5 separate regions of the Mus musculus genome follow, and regions 2, 3, 4 and 5 are each linked to region 1. Evidence: chromatin contacts called from public HiChIP or PLAC-seq and promoter capture Hi-C data. All regions are on one chromosome and are shown on one strand. The core of a region is the stretch at or near the end of the contact, and the rest is flanking DNA. Distances in the headings are between cores, read along the strand shown. Region 1 holds the start of Piezo1 (piezo-type mechanosensitive ion channel component 1). Region 2 holds the start of Cdk10 (cyclin-dependent kinase 10). Region 3 overlaps Slc7a5 (solute carrier family 7 (cationic amino acid transporter, y+ system), member 5). Region 4 holds the start of Sult5a1 (sulfotransferase family 5A, member 1). Region 5 holds the start of Spg7 (SPG7, paraplegin matrix AAA peptidase subunit).

Region 1 (3,978 bases), core at 1,107-3,606:
AGACAAGTAGGGGTGACTGGTCACCTCTCAGAAAAAGTGGGGACCCTACTGGCAGAGTTGCATCCCTCTGTCTACTCTGGCCCTGTGCCATCCTCTTCACCCTGGGGACAGTTCTCAGTGTAATGGTGTACACCTGCAATCCTACACACCTCCTGTCGGCTGCACAAAGATCAGTTCAAGGTTATCCTTGAACTACACAGCAAGTATGAAGCCAGGTCAAAAGACAGAGGAAGAGAGAGAGGGAGAAAGGTGATACAGAGGTACCAGGGCTGAGGGCCAGGCAGGCTGTTGCTGATCTGGCCTGATCTGCCTCTCCCTGTTTGGCAAAGGACAAGAAGGAATGTTCTGATACTAAGGATCTGGTCTGGTTTTTGTTTTGTTTTGTTTTGTTTTTTGTTTTTTCGAGACAGGGTTTCTCTATATAGTCTTGGCTGCCCTGGAACTCACTTTGTAGACCAGGCTGGCCTCGAACTCAGAAATCCACCTGTCTCTGCCTCCCAAGTGCTGGGATTAAAGGCGTGTGCCACCACTGTCCTGGTCTGTTTTGTGAGTTTTTTTTGACCTAGGTAATGCTTGTGTGTGACTGACCAGGATATCAAAAGGAAGGAGGCTTGCTTGCATGCCAAGACTGCATACTTGCTGTGGCGGGCAAGGGTGGCGCCAGTTTTTCAATGGTAACATTGTATCTTAGAAGCTGCTCCCACAATTCAGGGAGTCTTCAGATGCTCTTTAAACTGCTACAACACTGTAGGATACAGTTTAGTTTTTTTGAGAGTTCCCCTGTTTGTTCCTTTCTGTTTTTACCCTACAACTACTTCAATGGTTGTGAGACATAAACATTTCAGTTCCTTTGGGACAGTGGTTCTCAACCTTCCTAATATTGCTTAATTAATTTCTAATATTGCTTATTTATTTATTATTAATTATTTTTATTTATTATTAATTAATAATTAATTAATTAATATTCCTTAAGACACTTCATGTTGTGGTGACCCTTGACCATAAAATTATTTTGTTGCTATAACTATAATTTTGCTACTTCTTTTTTTTTTTTTTTTTTTTTTTTGAGACAGGGTTTCTCTGTGTAGCCCTGGCTGTCCTGGAACTCACTTTGTAGACCAGGCTGGCCTCGAACTCAGAAATCTGCCTGCCTCTGCCTCCCGAGGGCTGGGATTAAAGGCCACGCCCGGCCTATAATTTTGCTACTCTTATGAATCATAATGTAAATAGCTGTTATGTAGGATATCTATTATGCAACCCCTATGAAAGGGTCGTTCAAGGCCCATAGCTGTCACGACCCACAGGTTGAGAACTGCTGCTCAAGGAGCAGGTCTGAATGAATTTCTGAACCTTCCCGTGTCTTAGCAGCACCCCTTCAGAGTCAGACTAGAGGTGAGTCTTGGAGACCAAGCTAGGCAGTTTAAATACTATATGTCCAGGGAAAGCCTGCATTTCTGGTGGTTCTGGAAAATTGAAGGTTCTGAAGTGTGATTGACTTTAGCCTGCTGGTGCCTTGAGGCTCAAAAGGGTCACATCATCACCGCTCCCGGTTAAGCCTCTGCCCCTAATGCTACTCATTTCCCAGTGCATCCTGAACTTGGTCCAACTGTGCCGTTCTTGACCCCTTTTCATTTCGTCTTTCCTATCCACCTTAATACGGAAGACTGAGCCAAACCAAGGCGGCTTGGGTGAGGTACCGGGCACGTGCCGGACTCAGACCTTGTCTGGCCACCAATGGGACAGCAGGTGCTCTGTCAGCTTTTGCTACTGTCTGTAGCACACTGACTAAAGCCAAGCCACACAGTGGGGGCAGGTGTGACTGGAAGCAGTCCCAAAGCCCCAACGCAGACCACAGTGGGATGCAGCTGTCTGATGCCACAGCAGTAAGGTGTCTCTCCACCCCAACCACCAAGGCCTAGCCAGCGTGGCCGCCAGTGCCACAGTTAGGGACTCTGACAGCCCCCAGAGGGCGCTGCGCCATCACGGCTTGGGGAACAAAGCGAAAGTTGCTCCAACCACGAGGGGCGCAGTTGCGCGTGGGTACTAAGTGGGTCAGGTCTTTGGGAGTCTTCTTGTATTGCCCCCACCCCGGGTCCCAGGCCCCGGAGCCCCAGGGAGAAGCGCCCCACGGGCACAGTGCGAGTAACTGCGCTGGGCTGAAGGAGGGTTTGGGGGGCGCGCGGGTCGAGGTCTCCGGGTCACCGGCACCAGCCAGGCTAGTAGGGCCGGCGCTCGAGCAGACTGCGCTGGGCAGCGAGGGGGTGCCTGGGCGCGCCTGGCCGTCGGGGGAAGCGCGGAGGCGGGCACTCCAGGGAGGGCGGGGGCCGAGCTTATAAAGGCCCGCAGGCGGGAGCAGGGAGAGAGCCGCCGCGTCGCCGTCCGGCCCAGCTCGGCCTCCACGAGCCGCCGTGAGTTCCGAGCCGGGCGGGCTGACAACCCAGCGTGCGCGGGATCCGGCCGTCGGGAACCAGAGGGCGCGGCCGGGCCGGCCGGCGACCCGAGATCGAGGCCGGCGGGAGGTCACAGCAGCCGCGCGCCGCACGTGCGGAGACCCGCCCAGAGTGCCATGGCGCGCGGTTCCTCCGGCCCTCGCACCTCCCTTTAGCCACGGCGGCGCGACCCCGGGCGGTCCCCCGGCCGCGGGGCATGGAGCCGCACGTGCTGGGCGCCGGGCTCTACTGGCTGTTGCTGCCCTGCACGCTCCTGGCGGGTGAGTGGAGGGCGCGGGCGGGAAGGCTGCGTCCGCGTCCCCCTGCGCCGCGCCGCCCCGGCGGGCGAGCATAGGCGAGGAGATTCCGCGGGACTCGCGGCCCAGGGCGCTCGCATTCCAGAGGCGTGAGCGCGCTGGCGGCCTCGGCGGGCCCGGCCCGGGCACCGAGTGGAAAGCACGGCAGGCAACGGCGAGGCGCGGGTCCGCGAGAGCCCCAGATAGCGCTGGGCGTCTCCACGCGGGCTGGGAGGAGAGGCCCGGGCAAGGGGCTGTTAGTGTCTGAGCTGTGAGGGGAGCGCGACTTTCTATTCTCTTTCGTAGTTAAGAAAAAAGAAAGAAAGAAAGAAAAAAATCAAACTTGCATCATGACTTCCTGACCAATCTGGGAGAAGGTGGCGTTCTGCCTGGAGCTTTTCAAGTCAGAAATTTCCTACCAGAACTAATGTTCCAGCCCTAGGCGCAGTTCTTAGTCTCAGTTCCGAGGTTGTCTGTCCAATGCTAAGCTCCTGTCTTCCTTGTGCCCTACTTGGTTACCTTCCAGAGGGACTGGGGCACAGGGCGCCCCAGGAGGCTCTGCCTGATGTCAGAACTGGAGATCCCCTACCTTGGCATACGTCCCTTTCTTGCAAAGAGCTTCTCTCTTTTGGTGTCATAGGTGCTGGGCTCCATTGCCGCCCTCCCAGCCTCACCCAGGGCACCTTGCCCAGCTGCTCACCCCCTTACACCTCCTGAAGCAGTCAGCACCCCTCCACATGTGACCTTCCTCGGGGTCTGATTAAATTAGCCCACAGAGAGTCAGTGTACCCACTGTGAAAGTTGGTCTGCCTCGTGGAAGTCCATCTGTTGGAGGTGGGGGGGTTGTGCGTGATTCCCTCCATCTCTCCACGGACACTGCTTGTGCACCCTGTTTCAGGAACAGGCTCCGGGGGGTGTCAGGCAACCCGGGCAATGACTTCCACACAGGCCAAGTTTTGATTTGTAGGACCAAAATGTGGTGAGACCGGGGTGGGGGGGTGGGGGGGATTTTTCAAGGCAGGAATCAATGAAAACCATTGAGCTCTGAAAGGAGGGGCCAGCGGATACTGTCCTCAGCTCAGCCCGGACTTAGGAGAGCCAAGGTCTAGGGCCCACATTTGTGGCTTCTTTTCCTCGCTGGCCTGTAGACGGTCAGACTGTAAATATAAGCAGAATGGGTGGATGAGAATGTAGAAGACGGGTACCCTTCTTAAAGATTCAACAAGAGCTGCTTCTCAGGCTCCTTCACTGAC
Region 2 (3,978 bases), core at 671-3,170, 670 kb before region 1:
CATCAGCAACTCAAGTGGAGAGGAGCTCTCCAAGCAATCTCTCACACAGCCTACTGCTCTGAGTTCACTTATGCAATATTACAGCACCACGGAAGGTGATCTACCTAGGGGGAAAGACTTACTTTATATGATAACGGCTTACAAATACTTATCAAAAGCCTCACAGCTCTGGAGCTGCAGGGAGCTTTGGAAAGTAGTGCATTTTACTGATCAGGTATCTCCATTCCATAGCTACACACATGGATTGCTGACATTTGCAATCCGAGGCTTATGTTTAAGCATCACACCAGTATAGAGTGTGAGCCTTCCAGTCCCCACAGAGCTCTTTCATGACCACTCACACACGATGCCATAGGTGCCCTCGCCAATCCGGTTCAGCTTCTCAAACTCCTTAACGCTTCGGCATCTTCCCAGCTGAAAGAGAGAGGCAGCCAGTGTGGGGATCTGGAAGCTAACCACACAAGTGACAAGTCTCACCCATACCTGGCACTGAGAAACGTGCTTGCATCTTGCTTACCAAACAGAAAAGCAACCATGTATTTGGAATTTTCTGATGAGTGAAGGGGACAGATACCACTGGAATCACTTTGAAATACTGAAGCATACTGAAGATGGCCTAAGTATCCCCTCCAACCCAGTGTTCCAAATGTCTGCTGTCTAGTACCAAATGGCCACAAGCCATGGGCACAAACACCTCTGTGCAGGAGAATCCGGCCTTCAACAGGGAGTGCCAACTTTTCATGTGTGAGGTGCCTTTCTAAGTGCATTAGCTAAGCATTCCTTGGGTACAGAAGGACCAGAGCAAGCTTAGGATTCTATTCCACCAGCCCCCTGCTGGCTTCCCGACTCTTAACTGCCCTGCCCTGGGTTCTGTTACTCTGATACCTGATGGCCCCCACGATCCACTCTGAGCTCCCTCCCTCCCTCCCTCTCCTCGAGGATCCCTGTTCACTTCGAAATTCCATTCACCAGGATTTTGTGCTGCCACCTGAGTGTGGTATACCATTCCTTGTCAGATCTGCCCAAATTTTGGCAACACTTCCTGGTCCAAAACAAATGTCAACTCTTCTACAAACTTCTTACAGAATACTCCTTTTCTCCAAAGTCTCCACTATTTTATATCTCGGCTTATTTCTGAGTCCAGGTCTCACTCTGTAGCCCAGGCTCCCCTCCAAAGTGGAGTGACCATCCTGCCTCAACTCCCTGACTGGGATTACCAGTGTGGACCACCACGCAGGACTCTGACATTTTTGACTTAAGGGACCACTGCACACGTGCATTTTCTCCCCCTTTAAGAACGGCTTTCGCAACCTCGGCTTCCAGTGCAGTGCTCTGAGTTAACTAGTTGTTAAGTGTTGTCTCGTGCCTTGTGCTCTGAGGCTCTTAGTTAATGTGCCTTGGCCTCGCAAAGCATAAACAAGAAGTTAAAAATACGTGGGCTGCGGCAAAACCTCTTCCCACCAAACGTCTACTGGAGCAGAAATCGGAGCCCCTTAAGGTTCACCTTCACATCACACAAAAGAGACAAGACTGTGGGTAACGCCAGGTGAGACCCCCGCGGCTGCAGGTGCCACCGGGAACCTCCCACTCTTCTCGCCCTTGGTCGCTCGTCCTCGGTCCCACCCCGCCCCAGCCTCTGGGCTGCCGATTTCTGCCCACGCCGCGGCAAACTCGGGGACTGCCGTTCCCCCTCCGACGCTGGAACCTCAAACTTGAACGCGACACGGAACGCCCCGGTGCGCTTCAGTCTGGCCCTGCCACTCAGCGCCGCACGAGTGGCACCCCGTCGCACCCTGTGTTCTGGAGGCACGGTGAAGAAACCTTCCTTACGGATACACTTCAATCGGATCTGATCCGACTCCAGGTCCACCTCTGCCATGCCCAAGCCGCTGCCGCCCTCTTCCAGCGCGCAGGCGTAACGCCCCTCGGCGCAGGCGCATGACGTACTTCCGGTTTGTTCTGGACTTGGGGACGGAATCCGCTCGGAGCGCAGAGGCTCTGTTGTCTTTTAGCGTTAGATGCAGACACACTTCTACAAAGCTGCTCAAAGTACCATCTGTAGGCCAGCCTGCAGAAGACTCAGATTGGTTTTGATCAACTGGAGGAAAATGCGTCTCTTCCCTGTTTGCCATTTAAGTGAGACCAATTCCAGCGATCAGCCGTGCTTTCTGCCCTTCCAGACCACCACTGCTGAGAGCTATGCTTTCTGATAGTGGTTGGGTACATTCTCCGAAAGCTGGATGTGTGGGAACCCAGTCATTCCCGAGGCCAACCTCGTCCCCATCACTAGCCCAGGACAAGACGGAAGGAAACCTTGTACAGCCCGGGCAGCGTACACGAGAAAATGAAGATAATTAATGTACTGACCACTGGAGAGCAACTCTAGTCCAAGTGGTTCTTGGAGGTTGCACTCACTCAGCTTTTTTTGTTTGTTTGTTTGTTTTGCCAGGCAATAAGAGTGCCCGGCTGCTGGGATTTGAACCTGGTCCCTTCTGTCTGGAGCTCTGCACCCTTAATCGGTGAGCTAGTGCTGCAAGACTTGCACTTAGCTCTTGTACTGAGTAATGAACTCAGAACACCAATTGGCTCTGATCATCTGTGGAGGGTTTATATAGATTAGGAAGATGAATGTTCCTGCTTCTAAATGGCCAGAGTGCAGGTCCATGTGGGCACTATACTTAGGTTAATGCAAGCAGATTAGTTGGTGTTTGGACACAGTGCCATATGCCTGTAATCATAGCACTCTGGAGACTGAGGCCAGAAGATTCTGAGTTCAAAGCTAGAATGGGGTGCATAGCCTATCTTAAAAGGCTTTCAGTAGTGTGTCAATAAATCATGCCGGGCGTGGTGGCGCACGCCTTTAATCTCAGCACTTGAGAGGCAGAGGCAGGCAGATTTCTGAGTTGGAGGCCAGCCTGGTCTACAAAGTGAGTTCCAGGACAGCTAGGGCTATACAGAGAAACCCTGTCTCGAAAAAAACCAAAAAGAAAAAAAAGTCATAAATAATAATACTGTAAGATTTCTAATGGATTGTTTGCTATCTTACATTTCTTTTTAACTTTGGAATTCAGCTTTCCTCTGGGCACACTGTCACCTGTAATTGCAGCAGTCAAGAGGTTGAGGCTGCATGTTCAAGGCTGGCCTGGGCTATATACTGAGTTCTAATCCAGACTGGATTGGATGTGAGACCCTATCCCTGTTTCAGAACTCCAGCTGGGATTGTAGCTCAGTGGTGGAGCGCCTGCCTAGCATTGGGTCAAGTCCTAGGCTCACTCCTTAGCACTACATACACAAAGTTTTTTTTTTTTTTTTGCTTTTGCTTTTGTTTTTGTTTTTGTTTTTTTGAGACAGGGTTTCTCTGTGTAGCCCTGGCTGTCCTGGAACTCACTTTGTAGACCAGGCTGGTCTTGAACTCAGAAATCTGCCTGCCTCTGCCTCCCGAGTGCTCGGATTAAAGGCGTGTCTCACCACTGCCTGACTACAAAGCAATTTTAAAGTTAGTGGCTTGCAGACAGTTCCATTAGGCTCCAGCAACAGCAACAGCAACCTAGCAACAGCTTATGTCATCATCTGCCATCATGTGAGAGCCAGGCCTGTTTGAGGATTGCTAACACCCCAGCTTTCTCTTACCTCCTATGCTCTCTCCCTCCTTCTTCATTCTCTCTTTCTCTATCCCCACATGTTCCTGGCTGGCTTCTTCCCTTCTCTCTCTTCCTCTCTTTCTCTCTTTACCCTTCCCCACTTTGCCTCTGCCCCTTCCCTGCTCCACTTAGTAGGCCTGTGGCATTGCGTGATGGTTCAATGGGACTCCTTATCATGGGAGGGGCTCCTTCCTGTTGCATTATACCACATTATAAAACACAACAAAATTAATTTAAGTCATGTGTATGAATATGTGTGTGTGCATGTATGTATACATGCATGCATACAGTCAGGCCTGCAAGTGTATACTAGATAGGGTAGTATGTATTTTATATA
Region 3 (3,978 bases), core at 428-2,927, 670 kb after region 1:
GGGAGCCTTCCACTGTGTCCACGGGCCATGGGTGTGTGGAGGAGACTCTCCACCAGGAGATCCTGGTGGCCTACATGTCGCCATTGTGTCCCAGGTGAATCTGGCCCTCCCGGTGTTCTTTATCCTGGCCTGCCTCTTCCTCATTGCCGTGTCATTCTGGAAGACACCCATGGAGTGTGGCATTGGCTTCGCCATCATCCTCAGCGGGCTGCCTGTCTACTTCTTTGGTGTCTGGTGGAAGAACAAGCCCAAGTGGATTCTGCAGGCTATCTGTAAGTGTGCACACCACTGCCCATACCAGTCAGGGCGGGAACAACAGGGATGAGGGATCGTAGGTCCTGCCATGTGCACCCTACAAACCAAGAGAATCATTCATGCTGGGCCTCAGGCTTCGTGGTGCAAGCCAAGGGTTTGCACACTAGTGTGTGGGCCAACATTGAGAGTCATGGGGGTACAGGGAGTAGACTTGGGGTCCCACCCTCGCTGGTCTTAGCAGGCATTCTGTGGCCAGCTGCCCTGCGAACTGGCAAAAACCCCACCACTGGCAACTAGCTCAGACACGGTAGCCTGACAACATAGAGCCTGAAAAAGTTGTATCTGAGGCGCCCAGCTCTGGCTGATTCCAGTTGGCGTAGGACGTGTGTTCACCATGTCCAGCCTCATCACCTGAGATTTCAAAAGGGTAAACGGACTGGTGAGAGTAGGCGGGCAGAGCTCACGCCCGATCCTCCACCCTGAGTTCACTCCTGTCCTCCCTCTCCCCGCAGTCTCTGTGACGGTGCTCTGCCAGAAGTTGATGCAGGTGGTACCTCAGGAGACTTAGTCACGTGTCCTGGGTGCTGCCGCGCTGTGCCTGCTCCAGACAACTCTCCTTTGGAAGATCAGCGGCCAGGCCTGTCAGCCCCACAGCTCCAGTGAGCACCACCAGCCGCCTAACACAATCCACTGTCCCTCAAACGTCAGGTGTCCACAGTGGCTGTGAAAGAAAACTGGTACGATTTGGTCCCAGAAGGTGACCGTCCATGGTCCATGCAGACACAGCACCCAGTATGAGGCGTGCTGGGACCTGAGGCCTGGACTTTCTGACTTTCTGGGGACTGCCACATCCAGGCTTTCTCCCCTGTGATTTTTGTTTTGTTTTGGTTTTTGTAGCGTGCATTTGGGTCAAGTTTACACTAGCGAGATGATTATTTTTTAACAAAACAGGGTAGCAAGGAGCAGGAGATGCCGTGGCCGCACAGTCCGGCCCTGTGGGAACTGCTGGCCACAGCTCTTTTCCCAAGGCTGTCGTTCAGTAGCATAGAGTGCCTCAAGGGGACCGCATCACTGTCACCAGGTCAGAAGAACTACTGAGACTTGCACATCACCTGTTCCACTGTGGACTTGGACTGACAGATGGACGACACATATGCTAGCTTGGACTTTAGTTTTCTGGGACCCTAGAGATGGAACCCCAACCTTTCTCATGAGACAGAGCTCTACTGTGTGGGTCACTTGTTAGGTTGAAAATGTAGAGCTCAGCTCTCGCCGCCCTGAAGTCCTGGCTCCATATGAAAGATCTCTGCAGCCATGACCCTAACAGCACCTAGCTGTCCGCTGCAGGGCCTTGTGCTCTGTGCACACAATGCAGCAGTGCCCCGGCTCTCACACGCACAGCACTCCCCGCCCTGCCCCACCTCTCTTAGAACCAGACCAGCACCATGGCTCTCCCACCCCCACCCCCACCCCCAAGCACCTGGTCTGTCCCCATTGTTCTTGAGACTGCTAGTAGCATTCTGTCAAAGTCACTACTGCTCCCTCCAGCCCCACCCTTAGCCATTGTTCAGAAAAATAGGCACCAAGCACCCCTCTGCTCTCTGCCACCAGTGTGGTGTGACCACTCCAGCTCCCTGAGTATGAAAGCCACTGGCTACATGTGTGGGACCATCCTGCAGCCTTCCCGTTGTGCTCTGGGTGAGACAGTTGGGTCCAGCCAGCACATCACTGAAGGAGCTGATCTGCTGGAGGGACTTCAGGATGTGCGTCCCCTGCTGGCCTCTGCCATTGCCTCAGACCATGGCCTCCCTGAAGGGGTGTCTACTGGAATGGCTACTATGCAGTTCTTACATAGTGGTGACTTACCACTGGCCACCCTGACCTCTCCTCTGTGCTTCTGGGGTTCCCTTTCATTGGGGTGAGGAAGCAAGGTCAAGGTCAGAGTGCCTCTTGAAGGTTCTCCCAGATATGGGAACTGGGGTCTCTTCCCTGGAAATGAGGGCAGGGACCCAGTTCCATCCTGGGGTGTGTCCCCAGATACAGCCTGGGTTAAAGGGCAGGGATTCATGGTGCTGACCCAGGCTCTCTGAGAAGGCCCTGTCATTCCTGTTTGTGATGTTCTGAGGATGCCCATCTGTAGGTTTTTATTTTCAAATCAAGCTCCGACCACCGCCATTTTGCCCAGTGCTTTCTATTTTGGTTTTATCCTAACATGTCACTGCCCTGAAAGACACCCCTACCTGGCCCCTTTCAATGGTCAGTGTCTGACCCACCACACTGGGTCCATCTGCTGTGCCACCTGAGATAGTGCTGTGGTTATAATGTCTTTTACTATTGTATTAATGGCTAGCCTGTTACATTAGACTGGGGGGGGGGTACAGAGGTCTGCTGTTTTGTGAGGCTTTTTGTTTTTTTGGGGGGTTGGTTTTGTTTTTTTTAAAAGCTATTGGAATTCTAAGCTGCTGACTGTGTTCTGTGGTCTGTGCCAAATTCCCTGTGTAGGAAGCATCTTTCCTCCCAGCCCACCCAAGTCTCACAGCCGTACATACATTCCTCTGCTCACCAACCCCTGAGGGTGACAAGGCTGGAAGGAAGCCAGGGGGCCAGGGACACATTAAGGTCACAAGAGGGAGAGGGTTTCTGGAAGCCTCTAGGTGGGAGGGGCTTGGCCCAGAGGAAACCAGTAGGCTAATGGTGAGGCTAACTGTGCTGAGAGCACCATCTGAGGGGAGGTGCAGGAGGAAAGGAGCCCAGCAAGAAGTTAAGTGATGCCAGGTCATCTCACAACACACACACACACCTGTCTCATAGACAGGTCAGACTTGGAAACTAGGGTTCACTGCTCTTTGCAGGCTAGCATGGCCCCTAGGCTAGCATCTGTGGCAGAGGGACCCTTGAGGTCTTAGAACCCCTACTGGGTCTTGTCTTCCAAGTCACATTTGCTAGCCAAGGGACTGGGTACTGTTCGGGTCCTCGGGGCCAGCCATCAGTTTCCAGGTATCACTATCTGAACAGAGAGTAGCTATAAGAGCAGAGGGTTCTGATGGCAGGTGTGTATAAGCCCAAAGCTGAGGCCCTGGGCAACCTTCTCGGCTCTTAGCTTGACATCCTGAAGCAGTTTGGGAACTGCCCAGCAGAGGTACCTGAACACTTGGCCACTCTGAGGTGAGCCTGTCACATACATACAGTACTGCCCCCCCCACTTCCCTATTAGGAGACGGGTGGGGCAGCTATGTCCACAGGCAAATGAAATGGTGGTGGCCCATACCATCCTTCCCTGTTGGTAAAGCTAGAAATTCAGTTATCTGCACATCTCTGAGGTTCATAGACCCAAACACTCCCTGCCTTTTATCAGCCCCCACCCTCCCTGCTCACACCATCCCTGTTCCCTTCCCCACCCAGTCATGCTGCCCCTGTGCCTATACAGGACTCCGCTAAGTCCTAGGCAACGACAGGGCTTGCAAGTGATTATGTCCCTGGTACAGTGATCTTATGAGGCTCCTGGAGCTGAGACAGGTGCTCTGCAAACCCCCACAGCGCCACCAGCCCACTGCCCTCCAGCCCCTGTGAGGACACCACAGGGGGGACACCACACTGAGCTGGTAGCTCTGTCCCTAGAGAAGGCAAGGGGCCTTGTCTTCCTCAGGTTAGCTGCAGGTTTCTCCATCTTCTGTTGACCTCAACGTACTTGACCTGAACCTTGTGTCTTACTTGAACCCTGGC
Region 4 (3,978 bases), core at 619-3,118, 610 kb before region 1:
ATTTGTACCATCTGGTGCAGTGACTTTGATGGCCAGAAGAGTGTCCTAGTCATAAAACCCCCTAGAATTGGAGTTATAGATGGTTGTGAGCCACCATGTGGGTACTGGGAACTGAATCCAAGTCCCCTGCAAGAGCAGGAAGTGCTGTTAATTGCTGAGCCATCTCTCTAATCTCCCACTGCTTTTGAGACAGGGTCTCCTGTAGCTCAGGCTGGCCTTAAAGTCAATGTATAGCTGATGACCTTAAATATTTGACTCTCCTCTACCTCCTGAATGCTGGGATTGTAGGCATATGTCACCATGTTTGTGCAATGGCACATATGCCACCATGTATGTGCATTGGCATGTATGCCACCTTGTATGTGCAATGGCGGAGACTGAATCCAGGGTTCCCGAACGCCAGGTAAGCACTCTTCCGACTGAGCCCCATCTTCAGCTCTTCTATATGAATCACACTTCAAGAAAGCTATCACAGCCGGGTGGTGGTGGCACACGCCTTTAATCCCAGCACTTGGGAAGCAGAGGCAGGCGGATTTCTGAGTTCGAGGACAGCCTGGTCTACAAAGTGAGTTCCAGGACAGCCTGTAGGACTATACAGAGAAACCCTGTCTTCAAAAAACAAAAAAACAAACAAACAAAAAAGAAATCTATCACAACTAGAAACAGCCCTGATGTCCGTAAACATACGGTGAGCAGGTGAACACTTACCTATTCAACACAACACAGCCGCGTGGAAGAACTGTCCATACACACAATGACATGGATGAATGTCGTAAGCAACACAAGGAGCAGGGAACAAACCCAGACACAAGGCTGTGCATCGTGTGGCCTTCAACAACAAGGGAAACAAGAGGTGATGACAGGCTTGAGTAACTTATCGGGGGAGGACACGGGTTTATGGTAAGAAGGAGGCCTGAACTGTTTTATATGTCCCAGTCGTGACTGTGGTAGTCACATGGTGTGTGAATTAGTGAAATCAATTTAGCTGAGCCTTTGGAGAACTTGGCTGTAGTCTCTGTGGGTTGCGTGTGCTGATTTCTCCCGGGCAAGGTCTGAGAAGAGGAATCAGGACCAGAGTTACACTTTAAAGGACAGCCAAGGACAAACAGACACCGGGTCAGTGTGTGCTCTGTGGGTGTGTGTTGATACACACACCGTTTCCTACCTATAAGACAAAGAGGATGAGGACCCTTGGGTACTCCCCTGCAGCAGAATGGATCAAAAACAAACCAGAAGCCCAAACCAACCAAACAGAAGAACACAAATCTCCTAAGCAAATGGAAGAAGTTTTGTTGTGTTGTATACAAATCCCCTGGACTCTGGTTGTAAGTGGCCCTGTAGGCAGAGAGACATTTTCATGCTGGCTGGCAGCTGCCTAATGAGAACATGAGACAAGGGAATCTGGTGGTTGGCAGCTGGAGGTGGCGGGAGATGGAAAAGTCTTCACGGATGTACTCTGTCAGAGCTGGTTGCTTTGTACTGTATCTTACCACAAATGTCAAAATTATATAAACTGCATGGTGGGTCCTAGGGTGGTAGAGAAAGCTGCCTTCTGTTGTCAGAATACAAGAAAGGGACGGTGCACTGCCTCTTCCTGGCCCCTTCCTGGCCCCTTCCTGGCCCTTCCTGGCCAGTGCTCCACAGGGGAGCATTGTTGAAACAGGAAAATTGTGTCATTCCCAGACACTGTTAAACTTATTTTTTGAGCACCTTAGTCTGCTTGAAAAATAGGTTTTGTCCCGAAGATTATCCGCTTATTGCTTGCCTATGGGGGCGCTCTTCCCAGCCCCTCCCCCAAATGGGTCTGGTTGGGGGCGGGGCACCCTGCAGTCTTCTGCCCCAGGGCCCTGCAACGCTAGGGTGGAGCCTCTTTGGAGGTGCCCAAGTAGAGCCTGAGCCACATTTCCTAGGTCTGGGCTGCGTGCGCACAGCCAGGTACCACTGGAAGAAGGACTTTGTGGTAAGTAGGGGATCCCGAGGAAACAGGGGAGGTGGGGCTTCTGTCGGAGGCTGCTCCAGGATTCAGTAGAAACATTCCTGTCAGCCCAGTCTGGGCAGCTGTAGAGCAAGACTGGAGGGGGGCTGTGGGTGGGAGCTGCTTGCTCTCTAGATGGGGCCTTTAGATACCGATCCCACTATGCTTTGGGGCCGAGACAAGCAGCTCTCAAGTCCGCAAGGATGTTCATGATCCATCACAACCACACACTTTCGAGGTGTAGCCCTGCATACAGATGGCCAAGAGCTGGTGGCTAGGGCAGAATTCTGCAAGCAACCAGCCACACTCTCAAGGCCAGACAGATGCCACTGTCATTCCAAGGCCATAGCACAGAGGTCTATATCCTCTGATGGGGTTGGGACCTTTCTTGGGCCAGACGACAGACAAGTCTGTCCAAGGTTCTAAGATGGTCCTGCAATGATGCCTGAGAGCAATAACAGTAGCCACTGGGTGTGGACCTATCTCAACACTTTCATGATGGAATGGCAGACTGGCCTGTATCTACTGGAAAGAGCTTGGGCCCTCGGTAACAGACTTCCTCACCTCCAGCCCTGTTCCGCACAGCACCAGCATGACTGAGCGCATGAACACCACTGAAATCTTCGATGGCGTCCGCTTCCCAGGATTCATACACACCCCAGAGTCCCTGAAAGCGGCTTGCTCCTTCCAGTTCCAGGACACAGACATCCTCTTGGTAACATTTCCCAAGTCAGGTGAGAGACAGACTGGGACAAGGAGCCTGGACAATCCAACACCAGGGCTTCCTGCCACCCATAGTGCCTCAGTCCCCTTCTCGGCACTGTAGACACCCGGGCCCTCTCTGTCACCTGTGACTGGTATAAGCTGTAGGGCTGCCTTTCTGGCTTGAGTCAGTACCAGCTGTATGAAGCCCCTCACTAGCCTCCTTGGCTGGTTGTTCCTCTTTCTAATAGCCTCAGAAGCACAGGGTATCCTGGGTACAAGCAGCCCCCCTCTCCCCCTGTACCTTGGTCAGGTTCACACAGACTTCTTGTAATCTCTCTGCACTTGCTTGAACGTGTTTCTGAGGCCATGGGAGGAATGCTGGGGGGGGGGGGGTGAAATGGGGTGTGTGCTGAGAATCTGGCTTTATTCTTAGGCGGGTGGTCCTTGGGGGACAAAGCTTTTCCTTGTCCTGAATCATGCTGGGGTGAATGGTGTACATCACCCCAGTGAAGTATGTTTATGTGGGGCACAGGAACTCCCTAATCCCATAAGACTGCCTGGTCTACTCTCCTCCAGTGTGCTCAGGGTAGCAGCATAGCTCTGCAGACCCTGCATAACCATCCTCCCCATCCTGAATCCGTCAGGATAGGCACATAGGGCATAGTTTGCTTTTGTCTCCTGGACATAGCCCAGCTAGGACACAATGCCACTGAGAGCAAGATCTGCTTCATGTGACTTGGCCACCAGGGCCACCTGGACTGTAGTGACTTAGGTAAGTCAGCAATTCAGCAGATAGGGCCAAGCAACCCTCCTATACTCCACATTCCTGACAGTCTTCCCCTCACACCAGACCCCCTTCCCCTCCACCCTGCATAGTTGTCCCAAGTTCCAGCCCTGCCCCACCCCCCTCCTACTCCCTGGATCCGATCCCTCCATTCACATCTTAACATATCTACCCAGGGGCCTGGTCTGTGGGCTGGGCTTCCCACCAGAAAGAATGCAGTGGGTGGGCTGGGATCTGTCAGACTGCGCCTCCAGCCTCAGTATATCTTAAAGGATAGGGCAGCAGAGCTATGGGATCCTGGATCCAGGCTGTCACTGTCCCTGTATGTGGGCAGGGGGTGGGGACCGATCATCCCACTATAAGTACGAGATCCCATCCTCGCAGAGCAGGCAGGTTCTGGCCTGTAGCGGAAAGATACCTTGCTGAATCTTATCACATGTCCCTGAACTGGGCCCAGGCGGGCTGGGCGGGAAGGGCCACGCCTGTTCTGAGGAACCTTTTCTGGTTTGCTTTT
Region 5 (3,978 bases), core at 756-3,255, 510 kb before region 1:
AAAACACTTAAAGTGAGCAAAGAGAAGTCTAGGCCTGGTAGCACATACCTGTAATCCCAGCACCTGGAGGGTGAGAACAGGAGGATTCTAAGTTCAAGGCCAGGCTGGACTGCAAATTAATGCCTTGTTTCAAGAAAACAAAACCAAACAAACCAGTCTGCAACCCCCAGGTGAGGAGTGGGGTCTCACGTGCTCCCATTGGGAAGGGACAGGCAGGATGATCAAGGAGTGCTCACAGCCCCTAGCTATACATTTCACTTCAGATTATCCATAACAGGGCTAACATAGCTCACAGCACAAAGAACCAAAGGTTACAATGAAAATATAGCTTAGTTGTTAGAGTACTTGCTTACCATGCCCAAAGTCCTGAGTTCAATCCCTAGCTTCACATAACACTGGACAGAGTGGTACATACCTGTAACCTCAGGACTGAAGAGGGTCACAAGTTCAGGTGTTTTGTTTTTTAAAAGAATCAAAGGTACTCTTAGTGGCTGGGTGTTCCTAGTCTTCTGGTCAGTGTCTAACTAGTGACGTTCTCCTATGTCACTTGTCACCTGCCAAGGAGCCTCCACTCTTAGACTAGAGTGCATGCACACAGCCTGAGATGGTGGATGCTGCTGCACACACAGCATGGCCTTCTGCTCCTAGGCTACTCTACTGAACATCACAGCGAGCCCTGCTCACTGCAGCAAGTGCTGTGCTCTCAGACAACATAAAACCTTTTGTTTTTTTGGGTGGGGGGTGGGGGTGAGCAGGGGGCCAGCAGGGTTTCACTAGCTAGTTCTGCCTGACCTCCAACTGGCAGCCCCTGTTTTAGTGCTGAGATTACAGGCATGTAAGACCTGGTTTGTTTGGTTTTGTCCTCTTCCACTATGCTCTTATAGGACTACAGTAAAACCTGTGTCCCTCAGTAATGGACCATGCAATGCATACACACCTGAAAGCGGCCACAGTCTGACTGCATTTGGAACTATATGCTGTTTCAGTAACAATCCGCTAATACCTTCAAAGCTAGGGGTCAGTATTCGCAATAGCAAACTCTGTAAAAAGAGAAAAAGACCGAGGTAACACTAAGACCATATACCACAACAACACAGGCCTAATCAAAGTCCTTGCCTAGCATGCAGAAAGCTATGGATTTGATCCCCAGTACCTCCTTAAAACTGGGTACAGTGGCGCATGCATGTAATCCCAGCACTTGGGAGGGGATGCAGGAGCATCAAAAGTTCAAAGTCATCTTCAACTGTGTATTGAGAATCTCTCCCTCCTCGGTTTCCATCCTAGAACTGCCTCCCAAGAAGGGGAGGGGCCAAGGGAAAGTGTCAATCAACTCCATCAATGAATTTCACTGGACTCAGCCACAAAACAAAACAAAAAAACCGAAGAAACAAAAGTCAATTAACTTTCACCCACAGCCCAGTTTGAGTCTCCAATTCACAATCTTCCTGGCCTCGTCCTACCAGCAAATACTGAAATTGCAAGTGTGCACCACCTATGTGGGCAAAAGGATCGGGAGTCCAAGGGCTGCTCCGAGTACACATGAACGCCTGCCTCCAGACCAGAAAGAAGAGGACGGAAAGGCACGGGTGACCAGGACTCAGTTTGAAGCCGCCAGGGACAGTGATACAGGGCGTCTCTCTCACACACGCCAGGGAGAGACGAACCACCCGAGGCAGATGCTGCCTCCCGTCCCGGGGAGCCCACAGCAGCCATCCTCCTGCGGAAGAGCGAGGTGCAGGCGCACTTCCGGTCGGCGCGGACCGACCCGCCACACCCGCCGCCGCCGGGCTCCGAGCGGGTTACCTGAGGCGCGTGGCCTCCAGCCGCAGCCGGGCCAACCGGAGTCCCGCGGGCCGCGTACGGCCGCCTGGCCCCAGCCCCGGACGAGAGGCCTGGGCCCCTGCCTGAGAGCAGGCCCCACAGCCGTCGGGGCCGGGGCTCCGGGCCGGGGCGGAGCCCGCGAAGCAGCAGCAAGGCGGCCGCCATGGTGCCGAAAGCGGCGCCTGCGCAGTGCGGCTCCGGCCGCCCTAACGGTCAGGTTTTTGAGGGCGGCCTCCCTTTGCGCTTGCGCGGGGTTGAAGGTCGCGCGCTCCTGGCGACGCCTGCGCGGTCCGAACCGTCTGGTATCCGCAAGGTTAGCTGCGAAACCTCGAGAGTCAGCAGGGTGCGCAGCGCGAAAGCTAGCAGCCCGCAGCCTGCGGGTTCACGTAGAGACAGGCTACGGTTACCCGGTATTTTTCTCTCTTGTGTTTTATTAACAGTCCAAGTTGCGGTTTCCAGTACTTGGCAAGTGGATACACGATTCGCTTTTCACGTTATCTCTTTCTTTGGGGTGCGATTTGGTGGTTCCTGTTGGCCACTTCCGTCCTTCCTGTACGTATTTATTTTGTTGTTTCTCTGTGTGGTGCTAGCTGTCCTCTCGCTGTAGACCAGACTGACCTCGAACTCGGAGATCCACCTGCCTCTTGGTTTTGGTTATTTGTTTTTTTAAATACAGTATCGCTGTGCAACAGTCTGGCTTCAAACTCAAGCTCCGTCTCCTGTGTGCCGGCCTGACAAGAATGAACCAGTTTTTCTGAACATCAGAGATCCGGGGGATGCCCCTGGCTGGCTACAGAATCAACTTAGAGCCAGTGGTGTGTGAGACCACAGGGCAGCAGCTACATACAGAGTAGGAAAACGGTGCCCTCAATCTTAGAGAGGGAGGGAGGGGGGCTCCTAAAGTCGGAACTGGAGGGGCTGGAGAGATGGCTCAGCTGTTAAGAGCACTGGCTGCTCTTCCAGAGGATCCAGGTTCAATTCCCAGCACCCACATGGCAGCTCATGACCATCTGTAACTCCAGTTCCAGGGGATTCGACAACCTCCCACAGACATACATGCAAGCAAAACACCAGTGCACATTAAATAAAACATTTAAAGTGGTGATTGGACCCGTGTCCTCTGGAAGAGCAGACAGTGCTCTTAACCACTGAGCCATCTTTCCAGACCCCTCCCCCCCTTATAGCCATTAGTGGTCTACTACCCATTTCTCCAACTCCCTTAGCATCAGGCAACCACTAGCATTCTTTGTTCCTGTGGACTGTGTTTATGACCAAATTAAGAGCCCCCTTAATTATACTCACTGCCCCTGAGGAGCACCCGTCATCCCGAGCTTCATACCATTTGGCTTTGACAGTTCATTTGTGCAGAGACAGAAGGGAGAGCTTGCTGTCCCACCCATGGACAGCTGCAATCCCAGGCCTGGGCAGGGCCACTGAAGCTCTGAGTCCTGCTAGTCCATGCCAGGCTGGTGCCTGGTAGTCTAACTGCAGAAAGCCCCCAAAGCAGTCTCGGTGCCTTTCCTTCCACTCCATGTCTTTCTGTACTCTCCAAGTCCCTTAACACTAAATAATTCAAACAATAAGCCTTCTCGGTGCTGACTGGTGCCTGGCTTCATGTCAAGCAAACTCTCTGAAGTAAATAAATAAATAAAAATTATCTTACTATGTAGTCCTAGCCAGTCTCAAACTCACAAGAGATCTCCCTGCCCCTGCCCCCTCAGGGCTGGATCAAAGGCATGCACACACCGTGCCACGCAGAAGTGAAAGTTTAAATCATTTAATTGTATGGGCTGAGTGTTTTACCTGCTTATATGTAAGTGTATATGTGCCAGCCTGGTGCCCTCAGAGGTCTGAACGTGACATTGAATGCCCTGGAACTGGAATTTTAGGTGATTGTGAACCCCCGGGTGGTGCTGGGGATCAATCTGGGTCCTCCAAAAAAGCAACACGCGTCCATCTCTCCCGCTCCGTAAATATTTTAGTTCATTTCTATACGTGTGGATGTTTTGCCTGCATGCAAGGCACCTAGTGTGTGCCTGGTGCTTAGGGAGGCTAGAAGAGGGCATCAGATCCCCTGGCACTGGAGTTACAGATGGTTGCGAGATGCCATGTGGGTGCTGGGAATTAAACCCAAGTCCTCTGGAAGAGCAGCTGGTG

What was found. Promoter capture Hi-C pulls out the DNA fragments that hold promoters and counts their contacts. HiChIP or PLAC-seq counts read pairs in DNA pulled down with a chosen protein or histone mark.
Region 2: a contact with region 1 is called in a promoter capture Hi-C map of liver, with 5 times the contacts expected there. The contact joins the promoter of Cdk10 here to the promoter of Piezo1 in region 1. A contact is called at or near these places in 15 of 39 promoter capture datasets (the 3T3-L1 cell line, the C10 cell line, cranial neural crest and 9 more), 1 of 15 datasets of contacts at CTCF or cohesin (large pre-B cells), 3 of 484 Hi-C or Micro-C datasets (CD8 T cells, double positive thymocytes and embryonic stem cells), 9 of 115 datasets of contacts at active chromatin or transcription factors (T-cell acute lymphoblastic leukemia, bone marrow-derived dendritic cells, bone marrow-derived macrophages and 6 more) and 3 of 9 other capture datasets (adipose tissue, embryonic stem cells and liver).
Region 3: an H3K27ac HiChIP or PLAC-seq map of embryonic stem cells shows a contact between it and region 1, with 2.4 times the contacts expected there. The contact joins the enhancer-like site here to the promoter of Piezo1 in region 1. A contact is called at or near these places in 3 of 115 datasets of contacts at active chromatin or transcription factors (embryonic stem cells, epiblast stem cells and pancreatic cancer cells).
Region 4: a promoter capture Hi-C map of stem cell-derived epiblast-like cells shows a contact between it and region 1, with 2.4 times the contacts expected there. The contact joins the promoter of Sult5a1 here to the promoter of Piezo1 in region 1. A contact is called at or near these places in 5 of 39 promoter capture datasets (3T3-L1-derived adipocytes, embryonic stem cells, hippocampal neurons and 1 more) and 2 of 115 datasets of contacts at active chromatin or transcription factors (large pre-B cells and stem cell-derived neural progenitor cells).
Region 5: a contact with region 1 is called in a promoter capture Hi-C map of hippocampal neurons, with 4 times the contacts expected there. The contact joins the promoter of Spg7 here to the promoter of Piezo1 in region 1. A contact is called at or near these places in 3 of 39 promoter capture datasets (the C10 cell line, hippocampal neurons and neural stem cells), 1 of 15 datasets of contacts at CTCF or cohesin (large pre-B cells), 1 of 484 Hi-C or Micro-C datasets (Th1 cells), 13 of 115 datasets of contacts at active chromatin or transcription factors (astrocytes, bone marrow-derived dendritic cells, embryonic hindbrain and 5 more) and 2 of 9 other capture datasets (adipose tissue and liver).

What each region holds. Positions count from the first base shown.
Region 1 is chr8:122,549,707-122,553,684 of GRCm38.p6, reverse strand. Piezo1 (piezo-type mechanosensitive ion channel component 1) reads left to right here and starts at 2,356. Exons shown (of 51, transcript NM_001357349.1): 1 at 2,356-2,710. The coding sequence starts at 2,647.
Region 2 is chr8:123,222,783-123,226,760 of GRCm38.p6, reverse strand. It overlaps Cdk10 (cyclin-dependent kinase 10), which reads right to left and starts at 1,920. Exons shown (of 13, transcript NM_194446.2): 1 at 1,793-1,920; 2 at 342-414. The coding sequence starts at 1,879.
Region 3 is chr8:121,879,885-121,883,862 of GRCm38.p6, reverse strand. Slc7a5 (solute carrier family 7 (cationic amino acid transporter, y+ system), member 5) reads left to right here. Exons shown (of 10, transcript NM_011404.3): 9 at 95-272; 10 at 768-2,717. The coding sequence ends at 823. Among named protein-coding and RNA genes, the nearest start is that of Slc7a5, 26 kb to the left of the region's middle. Within about 2 kb of position 1,677, at least 13 of the 459 cell types and tissues checked have an H3K27ac peak or open chromatin away from gene starts, as enhancers often do. A contact at or near this core is called in embryonic stem cells, where this site is marked.
Region 4 is chr8:123,156,170-123,160,147 of GRCm38.p6, reverse strand. It overlaps Sult5a1 (sulfotransferase family 5A, member 1), which reads left to right and starts at 1,868. Exons shown (of 7, transcript NM_020564.3): 1 at 1,868-1,960; 2 at 2,561-2,709. The coding sequence starts at 2,568.
Region 5 is chr8:123,063,535-123,067,512 of GRCm38.p6, reverse strand. It overlaps Spg7 (SPG7, paraplegin matrix AAA peptidase subunit), which reads right to left and starts at 2,005. Exons shown (of 17, transcript NM_153176.5): 1 at 1,804-2,005; 2 at 938-1,040. The coding sequence starts at 1,986.